2 separate regions of the Rattus norvegicus genome follow, and region 2 is linked to region 1. Evidence: chromatin contacts called from public HiChIP or PLAC-seq data. All regions are on one chromosome and are shown on one strand. The core of a region is the stretch at or near the end of the contact, and the rest is flanking DNA. Distances in the headings are between cores, read along the strand shown.

Evidence for each region. HiChIP or PLAC-seq counts read pairs in DNA pulled down with a chosen protein or histone mark.
Region 2: an H3K27ac HiChIP or PLAC-seq map of oligodendrocytes shows a contact between it and region 1, with 3 times the contacts expected there. The contact joins the promoter of Maz here to the promoter of Taok2 in region 1. A contact is called at or near these places in 1 of 12 Hi-C or Micro-C datasets (hepatocytes) and 1 of 1 datasets of contacts at active chromatin or transcription factors (oligodendrocytes).

Annotation. Positions count from the first base shown.
Region 1 is chr1:190,920,940-190,928,365 of GRCr8, reverse strand. Taok2 (TAO kinase 2) reads left to right here and starts at 3,845. Exons shown (of 16, transcript NM_022702.1): 1 at 3,845-4,001; 2 at 7,003-7,169; 3 at 7,347-7,418. The coding sequence starts at 7,038. It overlaps Tmem219 (transmembrane protein 219), which reads left to right. Exons shown (of 6, transcript NM_001400628.1): 6 at 1,550-1,644.
Region 2 is chr1:191,060,616-191,068,041 of GRCr8, reverse strand. Maz (MYC associated zinc finger protein) reads left to right here and starts at 3,153. Exons shown (of 5, transcript NM_001110319.2): 1 at 3,153-3,654; 2 at 3,728-4,578; 3 at 4,959-5,022; 4 at 5,287-5,458; 5 at 6,741-7,426. The coding sequence starts at 3,463. The coding sequence ends at 6,895. Kif22 (kinesin family member 22) reads left to right here. Exons shown (of 14, transcript NM_001009645.1): 10 at 403-568; 11 at 925-986; 12 at 1,589-1,801; 13 at 1,881-1,940; 14 at 2,041-2,167. The coding sequence ends at 2,088. It overlaps LOC134483860 (a long non-coding RNA gene), which reads right to left and starts at 6,362. Exons shown (of 2, transcript XR_010060989.1): 1 at 6,224-6,362; 2 at 5,364-5,583.

The DNA of each region.
Region 1 (7,426 bases), core at 2,596-5,095:
GCTCTCTCCATATCCCCTGACAGCACTCGCTCCCCCTATAAGCTGTTGTCTTGCTTTAACCTGTCCAATGGCAACTGTGTGATTAGTGACTGTCAGGGTCAAAGTCAATGAAGTCTATTGGAGGTGTGATTATTGAAATGGAAGCTTTTCCCAAGCATGGATATTATTTGATTTTATTTGTTTATATTTTTATTTTTAACCCCCTAATGCCCCTCCTTTACATTTCTTTAGGTTTATTTTTATTTATGTGTATATGTGTGTACCTGCATGAGTTTATGTACATCATAGTGCACAGTGCCCAAGGAAGCCAGAAGAGGGCGGTGGATTCCTTGGTGCTGGAGTTAGAGGTAGTGGTTTTAAGCTGCCAGATGTGGTTGCTGGAAATCAAACTCCAATTCTCTTCCAGAGCAGTAAGTGCTCTTAACCACCAAACCACCAAGACCTCTTCTTACTTTTTTGTTTGTTTTGAAACACGGTCTCATTTGTAGCTCCAGTGACCTGACACACTGTGTAGACCAGGCTGGCCTCCACCTACCTCTGCCTCCCAAGTGTTGTGATTAAAGACATGTAACAACACACAGAGCCTTATTTTGTAACTAGACATACTTTCATACATATCTTCTATGACTAATGTCTTCCAAGTAGTGTTAGGATTGTCAGATTCGGAGCTGAACTTCACACACCCACATGTCAGCCATGATGAATCAGGGGAGCTCAGTTGCCATGATTTGCCCTAAATATGGAGTCTTCATTTTTTCTCCTGAAGCTTATTTAATATTTACTTGTTCATTCTGAGACCAGATCTCATTGTGTAGCCCAGGCTGGCCTGAAGCTTGCTATGTAAGCCAGACTGGCCCCAAAGTCCCACCTGCCTCTGTTTCCTGAGTGCTGGAATTAAAGGCATGCACCACTACCCCTGGCAAAATTATTAATTTTTACATTTGCAAAATTATTATTTTTTATGTTTATTTATTTAAGGGGGAGTCATGTATTCGTGTTTATGGAACGGCACATGTTTGGAGGTCATTCTTTCTTTTCATTCTTTGTATCCTGGGATTCAAACTCAAGTTGTCAGCCTAACCTTTCACTGAATGAAAAAAAAATCAATCCAAAAAGCTCTTCACCTTGCTGGATGGGTTTTACCCCATTTGAAAGCTGTATGCTATACGTCTAGCTCCTAAGCCTTACCCAGGTTCTGCTGGCCTCTGTGCACTAGGAGATCACTGTGGGAGAAGTCAAAACAGCCTAAACTGTGGAATGAATCCAGCCCAGAGGAACTGGAGTTCAAGAGAACATTGTTAATTTTCCTTTTGGCCAGGCCTCACCACCCATCTTCTTACAATAGGAAACAATGGAACCCATTCAATCAGGAGTGGGAAAAGGCTTCTAGCTTTTTGGCCTCTGGTTGATCCTAGAGTTCCAAGGCTACCCTGGTGGGATTGAGTGCCAGAACCTATCTCTAGATATCGCTTCCTCTGTAATTTCTGCACTCATGCAGAAATTCGTCCAGGGACTTCTTTACCTGTTTCGCTTTCTTCCTTTTCTCCAGGTACAGATCCAGTTCTTGGGGCCTACTTCTGAGTTTAGAAGACCTATTAGAAAAATGAAGAACTGGACTGTGGGAAAATAAATGGCTTTTGACTACTATTGTGTAAGGTACTTATTGGGATTGGATTTAAAAAACCCACTGGGGACTTCCTTGTTGAGGTAAAAGATTTTTTGTTTTGTTTTGTTTGAGACAGTTTCCCTGTGTAGCCCTGGCTGTCCTGGAACTCACTCTGCAGACCAAGCTGACCTAGAACTCAGAGATCCTCTCGCCTCTGTCCCCTAAGTGCTGGGATAAAAGTCATGTGGCACCACTCCCTGGGGATTTTTCTTTTCTTATTGAGTGAGCACATGCTCATGATATATGCATGTGCCATGGCATGTTCATGGGGGTCCCAGAACAATCATATTCTCTTCTTCAAACTTTGCATAGGTTCAGGGATTGAACACGGTTTGCCAGCCTTTCCATGGCGAGCACCTGCTCAGCTGTTTTGGTCCTGTACCTTTTGTGGCACCATGGATTGAATGCAGAGCTTCACATATACTAGACAAGCACTTGACCACTGAACAGTATCCCCAGCTTTGTTTTGTTTTGTCTCACTATCTAGCCCTAGCTGGCCTGGAACTCACTGTGTAGACCAGGCTGGTCTCAAATTCAGAGATCTGCCTGCCTTTACCTCTCAAGTGACTGGGATGAAAAGCGTGAGCCCCACCCCCTGGCCTGGAACTCAAAATCTTTGGATGTCAATCTTCTCTTGACTCGCATGCATCCTGTTACCTTTGTTGACCTTACTTTGGACTACAAGTTGGCATAGGTCACTTAAAATTTTGACCGTGTTTGCAGATTTTCTTTGGAAAATATTTGGATTTTTTGTTTGTATGCATGTGTCTGTTTTTTGTTTTTGATACTGGAACTCCATTAGGTTACATGCTCTGCAGAACTTCTGTCCTCCTATCTCACTCAGACTCTGCTTGCTGAGTACTGGAATTGTAAGCATTAAGCCAGCACTATACTTTTTAGACATACTGTCAACATGACTGTGCTACTTTGTCACTTCTTTTCTTCCGTGAACATAAATTGATGATTCTGTTTATGCTTTGGCATAAATGCTTCATGACTTTTGGCAAGTTATAAAACCCTACTGGACCTCAATTTTCCTATAGGGATTTGACCCATTGGGTTTTCCCAACTTTGGAACATCATTCTCACACTTGGGAGCTCAGGTTTACTTTAGGTACTTAGGAGTATCATAATGGTCCAGTTTCCCGCCTTTGCCCGCGCCCAGCTGCTAGCAGCCTTGCTTTACTCCTTTCAGCCTTTACCTTGCACGCAGGCGCAGACCACAGCTTTCCTTCCTAGCGCACCCCCTCGGAGCTTCCCCTAGCAACAGGCTCAGTCGCAGCGCGAAAGCGTGGCGGGCGCATGCGCTACAGCTCTCTCCAGCAGTCCTCGGATAGCGCGCTTGGGCTCCACCCCAAGCAAGCCAAGCCTTTCTCCTCGCCTCTTCCCACCCAGGATCCGCGTGGCGGGGCGCGCGCGCACTTGGGCTCCAGGGCAGCTTGTCGTCTGGGCCGCGGCAGCTACAGGCGAGGGGCGGGGCTATTTCCTTTGGACCCCACCCCCTTTGGCCCGGCGTGCATACCGCGCCTGCGCGCTCCCGCCCGGTCTCCATCTTGGAATTGGGAGGAAGAGAGAGAGGGAGAGAGAGAGAGGGAGGCCAGGACGAGAGCAAGGCTGTGGTGCGGTGAGAAGCTGAGAGGAAAAGGAAAGGGAGTGAGGCGCAGGGACGATCAGCAGCGTCTCGGCTACAGTCCTTCAGCTGTTCCGGAGAGAGAGGACGGGAAAGGGAGTAGGCCAGGGCTGGAGTGGGGGCTGTCACTCTCGGACACCAGCCTTAGAGGGGCCGTGCAGCCGGGCGTCCTCGGGGTGGGCCCCTTGTCGTGGCCGAAGACCTGGGGCTCAGGCCCCTGGGTCCTAAATTTTGGGGCTGGACCCTCGATTCTCAGATACCCAGGTATCAAGCCTTCATATATCAGATATCTGGGACTCTAGTCCTAACCTTTACAAAGCTGGGTCTCTGTTTTATAGAATTTAAAATACCTGGGGTTCAGGACCCTGTGTGCACAAATATCCGGGGTTCATCCTCAAAGCGTTCAAATATCGGACTCATTTTTAGCCCTTGCAAATATACGGGGCTCAGACCCCACAATCGGAAATCCGGGATTCAGCAACTGTCGCCCTCGAGTTGGGGGAGGACTGGACCGCGAGGTCAGATCAGGTTGTCACCCCCTCCCCTCCAGGGGAGGCTTCCCGGGCCCGCCCCTCAGGAAGGGCGAAAGCTGAGGAAGAGGTGGCGAGGGGGAAGGTCTCCTTGCCCCTCTCCCCGCTTGTCAGAGCAACTGGAGTACCCCAGGCGGAAGCGGAGGCGCTGGGGCACCATAGTGACCCCTACCAGGTGAGACACGGGTGCATGGGCATGAGTCCCTCTGGTCAGCTCCTTTCTGAGAAGCTGGGACTGGGTAGGCCTTCTCCTCAGGATAGGGAATTCCTGCTGAGCCCATGGTCAGTCTCTGGCCAGCCCTGCCTTCTGTTGCTACCTCTTCTCCCTTTCTCTTCCCTTCATTGTGTCTGGTTGAAGGGGTACCCTCAGGTGACAGAGCCTGTCATGTCACCAAGGGTCACGCCCTAGGATGCTTAGCTAATCAAATGGGTTTCCACCTTTCTAGTCTTTTCCCTTATTAATTTTTGCCTTCGCAACCGCCTCTTCTCCAAGATTTTATTATACTCTTTTTTTTCCAGACTGCTCTTAGGGTGTTGATTCCCATGTAGGTGGACTGAATGACTGACTTATTTATTTATTTATTCATTATTTATTTATTATTTATTTTGAGACAGACTTTCTGTAGCCCTATGTGGCCTTAAACTGGTGGCAGTCTTTAACCTCTCTACTGTTTTGACTACAGGTGCAAGCCACCACGCTGGGAGCTTATATTCTTTTCTGGCTTGGTTTAGTTGGAGTGTGCGTTTGTACTTGGTAATATTTTCCTCCTGCTGCATTTACCTACCTGTCTCTGACTTTGACGGTGTAAATAACCTCATATTTTTGTCAAGTGACCTAGCCTTCACAAAGTGCCTTTGCATGTATTTTTCCCATGCTACACTCATTCTTACAAAACCTCTTTTATCTTCCCATTTTACAGTTGAGAACACTGATACCCAGAGAAGTTTTTCAAGGTCACCCAGTGGCAGATTCAGAATTTAACCCAAGTCTTGTCCCTGATAAGTTACCCACTTCTTCTGAGCCAAGGCTTGATCAGTGTCCCACAGGAGAATGTATCAGGGGAAGGTTTAAAAAATGGGGGTGTAATGATCTTCCTTTTCAGAAGGAGCTTTTCCTGTGAGGAAGCTCTGGTTTGTGCTTCTTCCTCATGGGTATTTTTCTAATGTGACCTTCACTTTTATCCTGATCCCACACTTTGGCCTGTGTTCCAGAGATAGCTCTCTCTTCTAAAAAATTATGGCTTTAGTGCCTTTTCTTAGCTGTTGAGTTAGAATGAGCCCCCTCTGTCCACCCTTGCTCCCAGGATTAAAGCCTGTGTCAACTCTGGAATCAGAAGGAAAAGCCGTTTGTTTAGTGTCTACAAAGTGTTCTGAGTATAAGTGAGATCTCCTATAGTTGAATTCTGTAATCTACTTACCAAAGAGAAGTATAAGGAACTTACTTAAAGCTCTTGCTGTAGGTTGCAGATAGGATATACCTGTAAGACAGTTTAGGGATTCTTTTGCAACATGGGTTTTAGAAGGTGATTATGATTTAGCCCAGACCATGGTAATTGCCCAAATGTTATTGTAAGGAAGGGAGCCTATATGATGTTTTTACAGTGGCTGGCACTCTTCATGTGGCCTGAGATTCTGGGTTGGTAGTCTTGTTACTGCTTAAGAAGTCATGAGGGTTCCCTTGGCAAGTTGTGATGCTCTGCTTTTTGTGTGGGTATGTGGTGAGGGGTGGTTGCAACTATTGCTTCAAGAAGGGTGTCTGCCTTGAGCAGACTTAAGAGCTACTGAGAACAACCAATCAATCAATTGTGAGCCCTTCACACCCTAGGGGCCTATCAAAGACTCAAGCTCCATTTCTACCCTCTAGCTTTCGGTTGAGCTAAGGAGACAAAATTAACAACATGGACAGGGAACAATGCACCACAGAATATAATTATATGCTGAAATTGTTAGGTACTTTTAAGTAGCTAGAACTCTGCCTCAGGAGTCCAACTCTGCTGAGGGCTCTTTGTGTCTAAATTCCCATTAGTCCCTAAAAAAAAAAACCTATCCTAGAGTCCCTGTATGTTCCGGTTCTAGTACCCTGTGGCAACTTTGCTTTGGAGTTTGTTTTTGAGTTTGCTTTGGAGCTCCCACCCATCGAGGGCTGGAATGATCTGGGAGGTTCTCCTAAAACACGGAGGCTAGGCTTAGTTGCCTCCTAACAATTCTGTCCAGAACCTGAAAGGAAAAGGTCCTGTTTTGTGACCTTGGGAAAGCCCTTTTTCCTCTCTGTGCCTCAGTGACTGTCTGGAAAATGGTGATCTTGATTATGCCTTGCTAGTTTTGTATAATTGTTCTGGATGCCTGGTGGTAGCAAATCATTTGCCTTTTCAGGACCTGTTTACTTGTCTATAAAGGATAAACCTAACAACAGTGTTTATCTGCAAGGTTGTAGGAGCCCAGTGAGAGGTGATGCATGTGAGATGCTCAATGAATGTTACTTGTGACCCACAACATCCCGTTCTCATGTATGCTGCTTATGCAGTTAGACTGGACAACTAAGACAGCCCCAGAACACAAAGGCCCCCAGAGTCAGGTGCCAGTCTCTACTGTTCCTATTCTAGATGTTCTCCCTGCCACAGTGTCCCTACATTTTTTGAAAGCGAGTCTCCTTGTCCTTTCAGGCCAGTACCTACTTGTAACAATGGCCGGATTTCCACCACATCCGGCCTGACTGTTTCCTGTTCTCATCCAGTGTTTGAGAGCTTGAAGGAGGAGGTAGCCTCAACACCAAGGGATACAGGAAGGTGCCTGGAAATCACTGGACTATGAGAACTTGTGGGACAGGACATGTCCGGATTTGAGGGGAATGGCAGTATAAAGGAAGCTGAGAAATTATCGAGGGCTGAGGGGGTCGACGAGGATGCTTGGCTTGCCAAAATTACCTTTCTAAAGTTTTAGGGACTCCAGAGACCACCAACCACCACCACCCCATCCCACCACCCCCGTCCCCCATCTGGTTGCCAGGGCAACTTTTTTTTGAGCTTTGATGTTATTCCTAACACCCCCTACCTTTCCTCAGCAGTACCTCCCCCTCATCAGTAAATGAGGTGGGGAGGAGGCAGAAACCTGAGGGAGGACCTTTCTCTCCCTCTGGGCCTTATCTTTGCTCTAAGGGTCCTATCTGCTTTTTCCAGGCAAGATCCCAATTTCAGGGCCCCCAGGGGCCATCATGCCAGCTGGGGGCCGGGCCGGGAGCCTGAAGGACCCTGATGTAGCTGAGCTCTTCTTCAAAGATGACCCTGAGAAGCTTTTCTCTGACCTCCGGGAAATTGGCCATGGCAGTTTTGGAGCTGTGTACTTTGTGAGTTGGGCCTTGGAAAGGGTAAAGCAGGGCTCAGTCTTTTTAAACCTGTGGGTCTCCAGGCCTCTGCACCATTCCACCACAACAGCCCTTCCCACCCTCTCCTACTAGCTTAGCAGGTCCTTTTTCACCCCATGCCCAAGGTGGTCTTCCCCAACCTCCAATCTGCTCCTCTAGGCCCGGGATGTCCGGAACAGTGAGGTGGTGGCCATCAAGAAGATGTCCTATAGTGGGAAGCAATCAAATGAGGTGAGTCA
Region 2 (7,426 bases), core at 1,904-4,403, 140 kb before region 1:
AGGCATAATGCTGTATACATAATAAAAAAAAATCTTTTAAAAAAATGTATTTCATAAAACCACCTCACATTCAGAGAGGTGGTCGTGCACACCTTCAATTCCAGTACTCAGAAGTGAGAGGCAGGTAGATCAGAGTTTGAAGCCAGCCTGATCTATATCTCAAAAAGCCAAAACGAAAAACCTCTTCACATTGAATACCTTGCTTAAAGACAGAATATTCTGTCTTTAGGTAGCCCTCTGATCACTAGAACCCCCTTAGTTATTTTGAATTCTGTCTTACTGATTCTGCTGGTCCTACCTCTGTCCTCTTGAACCTCAGAGTGCTACCTGCTCACCTTCCTAATCCACTGCTTTGGGGATTGCTGGAGCTAAATCACATCTCCCCACGATTTCTTGCAACAGAGGCTTAAGATGAAGCAAAAAGAACTGGAAGCCAAGGTGCTGGCCCAGGAGGCACTGGATCCAAAGGAAAAAGAGAACACTCCCACAATTCTCCAGCCCTCTTCCTCCTGTAGTGGCTCAGTGGCTAAGCCCCTGAAAAAGGCTGTGGTGATGCCCCTGCAACGGAGTAAGTTCAGTTCCTTTTCTCCTGTCACTCATCTGCCCACTGGGACTGAAGAGGCCCTGGATGCTTGTCTGAGGGGGTTATAGACAGTGGGGTATTGGCTGGATATGGTGCCACTCAGGAGGGCAGAAGGATTACTATGAGTTCTAGATTAGCCTTGGTTATAGAGTGAGACCCTGCCTCAAAAAAAAAAAATTTTTTTTTTTAAAAAAATGAATTGAAAAAAACAAAAGCTGATGGAGGGAGGGAGCTAGAGAAGTCAGAAATGGGGGAAGCAGATGATTACTAGGAAGGGAGGGAGGAGAAGCCTGTGCCAGAGACCAGTTCTGAATTCCTCAGTTCTGAATTCCTCCTTTCAGTTCAGAAGCAGTCAGAGTCCTCAAACAAGATCCACCTCCTGAAGAAAGGCCACAAAAGGAAGGTGAGCACTACCCTGTTTTCCAGCTGGGAGCCTTTTGCATATCAGGCTGCCTCAACTTTTTTTAGGTGGAAGTAGGGGTGTCAAGTATGGATGTATCTTAGTATCTACCACTGTGTCTCCTTTCTTCTTGATGCCCCTTGCTTGCATTGGCTACTGACTGCATCTAATGTGGCCCCTGCCCTCTGAGAACTGCATTTAGGACAAGTATTTAAGAATCTCTCACATAGAATGAAGAAATATAAGATGTAAATATAATTTTCTTCCCACAAAGTTAACAGTACTACTGCCCCATTTTAAGGACATGAGCGGATGCTTTGTTTCCATCACAGGGGATCTTTGTTTTCCCATTTTCCTGTACTGGAAATTGAACCCCAGGCCTCAAGCATGGTAGGCAAGTGCTCTTATCACTGAATTATACTTCCTAGTCAGGACCGATGTGTACACTCATTCACTCACCGAATCTTTGCTGAGAAAGGAGCTAGTAATTATACAAGCCCAACAAAATCAGTGACCAGAGGGGAGAGGCTGCAGAGGGTGGATTCTGTGCCTGATTGTGGCACAGTCATCCACTGGCCTTTACTGCCATTTCTGTTACCTCATAGCTGGAGTCATCACATGAGTCAGAAGCTGTGGAAAAGGATGAGGACTACTGGGAGATACAAATTAGCCCAGAGTTACTGGCACGGGGGCGCAAAAAATTATTGCATCTGCTGAATGAAGGCTCAGCTCGGGATCTGCGAAGCCTGCAGCGAATTGGCCAGAAGAAGGCCCAGCTCATTGTGGGCTGGAGGGAGCTGCATGGCCCCTTTAATGAGGTAACGGCCTAGGAAGACAGGTGCACTGAGGTGTCCCCGTTCTTTGTCCACCTCCTTCCTATTGTTGCTGTCCCTCTAGGTGGAGGACCTGGAACAGGTGGAAGGCATCTCTGGGAAGCAGGTAGAGTCTTTCCTGAAGGTAAGGCCACCTTTGCCCTTTCTCTACCGGCCTGCATGTTGTAATTCCACCCCAGACCACCTTCGGCTGTTACATTAACGCACTTTCCTCTTCTTTACAGGCGAATCTCTTGAGCTTGGCTGCCAGCCAGCACAGTGGTCCCTCTTGACTACCAGCTCTTGACACTACCTTTTTCTTTTAAAAATTCTTGTATAGTGATGTTGTGTAAATACAGCTTTTATTCCGTGCTTGAGCCTGATTTTTGATGGCAGGGCTGTAGGGAGAACCTATAACTACCTTGGGGGTCAGGATCAAGCTCTGCGGGACACCCATTGGCGCCATGTTTGGGGAACCCCCAAACTAGGCCAAGATTGTAAATAAAACACTGGATTGGGGAGGGGACGGTGGCCTAGAAGAATCAAAAAGCTGAAGCGGAAAGCTTAAGCACAGCGACCGTTAAGCGAGCACGCGCTTTGAGTTAGCCCCGCCCCGCTGTACTCCCTCGGCGCGCTCCCCATTCTCCCGCTCAGCGACGACGTCCGTGTTATGTGCGCGTGCGCGCGAAATAACGGCCGCTGGCGGAGGGAAGTGGGGGGTGGAATCGTTCAAGTGGGGGAAGAGAAGCCGCCTAGTCTCCCGCGCGCCCACCACCTGCACCATCGCCAGCCAATCAGCAACCGTCTCGGGGGTCTCGCGCTCGGGGCGGCTAGGGCTGCTGGGTGGCTACCCCGTCCCTCCGCCCTCTAGAGTCCCTCCTGTACTTCCCCCTCCCGCTGGCCCCGCGCGCACTCGCGCTCGCGCCCGCTCCAGCCTCTTGTGTGTCCTCGCGCCCCCCGCCCGCCCTCCGGCGCGCAGTGTGCTCCGCTCCCCCACCCTCCTCCCCCCTCCCTCCTTGCGCGCCTCCTCCCCGGGTCCCCCCTCCCCCACCGCTGCCTCCTCCCGCCCCGGGGTGAGCGCGAGCCACCTCCCTCCTCCCTCCGCCATGGATCCCAGCAACTGGAGCAGCTTCATCTTCCAGGTAACAACCCCCGCCCCCCCGCCCCTGCCCCCCCTCCCACACCCCCTCCTGCCCGCCCTCCCTCCTGTCCCACACCCCCTCCGCGCGCCCGGTGCGCGCGCAGCTGTCCCCCTCCCTCCCTCGCGCCCTCCCCCGCCCTCCCCGAGGCGCCGGCTGGGCGCGCGCGCGCGGCGGGGGCCGAAGCTGCTCCCTCGCTCCCCCCACCCCGCCCCGCCAGGCTCCAACTGCCGCCACCACCGCCGCCGCCGCCCGGGCCCCCGCCCCCGGCCCCGGCCCTCGGCCCCGCGGGGCCTCTCGCCCCCACCCAGGGGGCGTCGCCTCCGCCGCCGCGCTCCGCGCCCCACAAGACGCCCTCCTTCCCTCCCTCCCGCCGGCCGGGGTGCGCGGGCGGCGGGGCGGCCCTCGGGCCATGCGTTCGGCTCGGCCCAACCCGGCCGGCCGGGGGCGGCGCCCCGAGCCCGGGCCCCGCGCGGCCCGTGCCCCCGGCTCCCGCTGAGCACCGGGGGCCCCACTGTGGCCGAGGCCATGTTCCCCGTGTTCCCTTGCACGCTGCTGGCCCCCCCCTTCCCCGTGCTGGGCCTGGACTCCCGGGGGGTGGGCGGCCTCATGAACTCCTTCCCGCCACCTCAGGGTCACGCCCAGAACCCCCTGCAGGTCGGGGCTGAGCTCCAGTCCCGCTTCTTTGCCTCCCAGGGCTGCGCCCAGAGTCCATTCCAGGTGAGTAGGGGCCGGGCCGGGCGGGCAGGCGCCGACCAGCGACCGCGGCCCACACGGCGCCTTGTCTCCGCAGGCCGCGCCAGCGCCCCCACCCACGCCCCAGGCCCCGGCGGCCGAGCCCCTCCAAGTGGACTTGCTCCCGGTTCTCGCCGCCGCGCAAGAATCAGCCGCAGCGGCTGCAGCTGCTGCGGCTGCTGCCGCTGCAGTGGTTACTGCACCCCCGGCCCCTGCTGCCGCCTCCACAGTGGACACAGCGGCCCTGAAGCAGCCTCCGGCGCCTCCTCCACCACCCCCTGCCGTATCCGCACCAGCCGCCGAGGCCGCGCCCCCCGCCGCGGCTGCCACTATCGCCGCAGCGGCTGCCACCGCTGTTGTCGCCCCAACCTCGACGGTCGCTGTGGCCCCGGTTGCATCTGTCTTGGAGAAGAAGACAAAGAGCAAGGGGCCCTACATTTGCGCTTTGTGCGCCAAGGAGTTCAAGAACGGCTACAACCTCCGAAGGCACGAAGCCATCCACACAGGAGCCAAGGCTGGCCGGGTCCCCTCGGGTGCTATGAAGATGCCCACGATGGTGCCCCTGAGCCTCTTGAGCGTCCCCCAGCTGAGCGGGGCCAGCGGGGGTGGGGGAGAAGCCGGGGCTGGCGGCGGCACGGCCGCGGTGGCGGCTGGTGGTGTTGTGACCACGACTGCCTCTGGAAAGCGCATCCGGAAGAATCACGCCTGTGAGATGTGCGGCAAGGCCTTCCGCGACGTCTACCACCTGAACCGACATAAGCTGTCGCATTCGGACGAGAAGCCCTACCAGTGCCCTGTGTGCCAGCAGCGCTTCAAGCGCAAGGACCGCATGAGTTACCACGTGCGCTCACATGACGGCGCTGTGCACAAGCCCTACAACTGCTCCCACTGTGGCAAGAGCTTCTCCCGGTGTGCAGGGGCCTCGGCTGCCCACTAGGCCGATGGTGGGGGGAGGGCAACAAGGTGGCCTATCTTTGGCTGGTGGGGAGGCGGCTCCCGTTCCTGGGGACAGGCACCACTCCCAGGGAGGAGGGAAGTGAGCCTCGTGGTTATTAGGAACAGGGGGTGGTACTTTTGTAGAAGAGGTGGGTCTTTGGGCTGAAGGAAAGTAGCCTCTGGGCAGAAGAGGAATCTTGGTTTGAGAGCTCTCCTGCCTGAGGACTGAAGCTGTGGGGAAACGCTGGGACTTTGGAAAGGAATTTTGGAGGAACCTAAGTAGATTTGAGGCACACCTCACCTTGTAGCCTTAGCCCTAACACACGCCCCCTCCCACCTCAACATGTCCTTAGGCCGGATCACCTCAACAGTCACGTCAGACAAGTGCACTCTACAGAGCGGCCCTTCAAATGTGAGGTAGGAAGCCCGCTTCCTCCTGTCCTGGTTTTCATGATTTTGATCCTCATTGTAGCTGTGTGGGTTCAGCCTCTCAGACCCCCTTTTTCTCTCTCTTTTTGCCTCTTCACTCCATTTTCACATTTCTTCTTCAAGGCCTGGTCATCTCACGCCCATTTCCTACAGATCAAAGATCCCCAAGGCTCTGATCCCTTTATCTTGCTCCCTTCTCTCTACTCCCCGAAGCTTTAACTCTCCTGTGACCCCCCACACCCTCCCCCCCAGAAATGTGAGGCAGCTTTTGCTACGAAGGATCGACTCCGAGCGCACACAGTACGACACGAGGAGAAGGTGCCATGTCATGTGTGTGGCAAGATGCTGAGCTCAGCTTATATTTCGGACCACATGAAGGTGCACAGCCAGGGCCCTCACCATGTCTGTGAGCTCTGCAACAAAGGTACATGCTAAGGGATGCTAGGAGGGCAGGGATAAAGTGGGGTTGGGTGGGCACAGAGCTGTTGGTTTTTTCACTGATTTGGGTCAAGGGTGCTGCAGCCAAGAGCTCGTGGCGTGTAGAGAACCCTTTAAGAAGCAAGCACAACACCATTGGAAGCAACTGAACATCACTAAATTAAGTACCATGGCTCACAGGAGGCTGTCCACCAGAAACTCAGCCTCTTGGGTGTGCTTGGGGAAAATGAAGTGGGACGCGGTTGCTTTGAGAAAGAAATCACCAAAAAACCTGTCCCCAGGGTTTCAACTTTGCAGCCACAAGTTCTTGTCTCCAACTCTTGGGGCAGGTGGAGTAGATGAGCATGGGTGTAACAAGCCCTACCCAGTAACAGAACCTGTTTTCAATGTGGTTATTTACTAAAGGAGCTGAGACTGGGGCACTGGATGGGGGGACACAGCCGTCTCTACTGAGAGTCAGCCCTTTAGAAAGCTAGGCAACAGCGTGCTGTCATGGGGGAAGGTCTCTGTAGGTATTAAGGGTTAAGAAATGGGTACCACTCGGAACAGGCCCCAAGCTCAGGGAAAGGCTATGTTCCACTGGAGTAGTTGGCCCCAGCCTACCAAGGATGTGGTGGGAGGAGGACAGTGCCACATGAGGAGGGTGTCCCCAGCCTAGGAGAACAGCCCTGTCTCCGGGGTCTCCACCAGGCTGACCCCAAACCCGCATCCCACCCCCACCCCCCCCATAGGCTTCACCACAGCAGCATACCTGCGCATCCACGCGGTGAAGGACCATGGGCTCCAGGCCCCGCGGGCTGACCGCATCCTGTGCAAGCTGTGCAGCGTGCACTGCAAGACCCCTGCCCAGCTGGCCGGCCACATGCAGACCCATCTGGGGGGGGCCGCCCCTCCTATCCCGGGAGATGCCCCCCAGCCACAGCCTACCTGCTGAGGGGGACCCCTGCACCCACCAGGCAAGGTGTGGGACATGGCTGGGGGGGCAGGATGGGATGTGTGGGACAAGGGAACGCAAAGGGCCCAATAGGGGATCTCAGGAAGGCCAGGGATGCCAGTCTGTCACTCAGATTAGGGAGACTTGGGGTCCAGAGAGGGCAGTATGGACATGCTCTGTCTGGGTAAGCAGGCAGGCCAAAGCCTCTGGGGACCTGATAGGAAGTAACGGCTGTGTCCCAGGGGAAGTAGGGAAATAGTTGAAAAGTCTGGGGTATGAAGTATGTTTCTTGCCATTTAGGTTGTGCTGTGATCCTTGGTGTTTCTTATTGTAGGTACTGGTGAGGTTTGTCCAATGGCAGCGGCAGCAGCAGCAGCGGCAGCGGCAGCAGCAGCAGTGGTGGCAGCCCCTCCCACAGCTGTGGGCACCCTCTCTGGGGCAGAGGGGGTACCAGTGAGCTCTCAGCCACTTCCCTCCCAGCCTTGGTGAGCTCCAAGTTGATGGAGGACAGGGGAGAGCAGAGGAAAGCTCTCTTGGTACAGTCTCCTCTTCCCACCAACTTCCTCACGTCATCAACCAAGGAGCCTCCAGACGGAGAGGAGGAAGAAGGAATTCACTAGGTTTTAACGATGTTTCTCCTGCTCCTTTCTTCTCCCTATCAGAGCTGACCCTACAAACACCTGTCCCCTGAGTTGTGTTGAAGTCCCCTGGACAGTGAGCAGGGGTGGCAGAGGACAGCAGCAGCCACTGCCCTCAACCTTTAAGCCCTTGCCTTTCCTCCCAGGGATTTGTGAGCCTTTCCTTAGAAGGTCCTGTGCTCTCCTCCTGTCCCCTCCCCTACTGTCTGCTGCCCCTTCCTGGGGAGTTGGTGCTTTCTTTTTTTGTTGTTGTTTTTTTCCCAGGGGTAGGGAGGAGAGAGAGGAGGGGAATTAAGATTCTGTCCCAGAAAAGAGAGAAGGTGGTGTTGAGGGGCAGAAGCAGGGAAGGCAGAGGGATACTTTGAGTAAGGTTGTGTGGTTA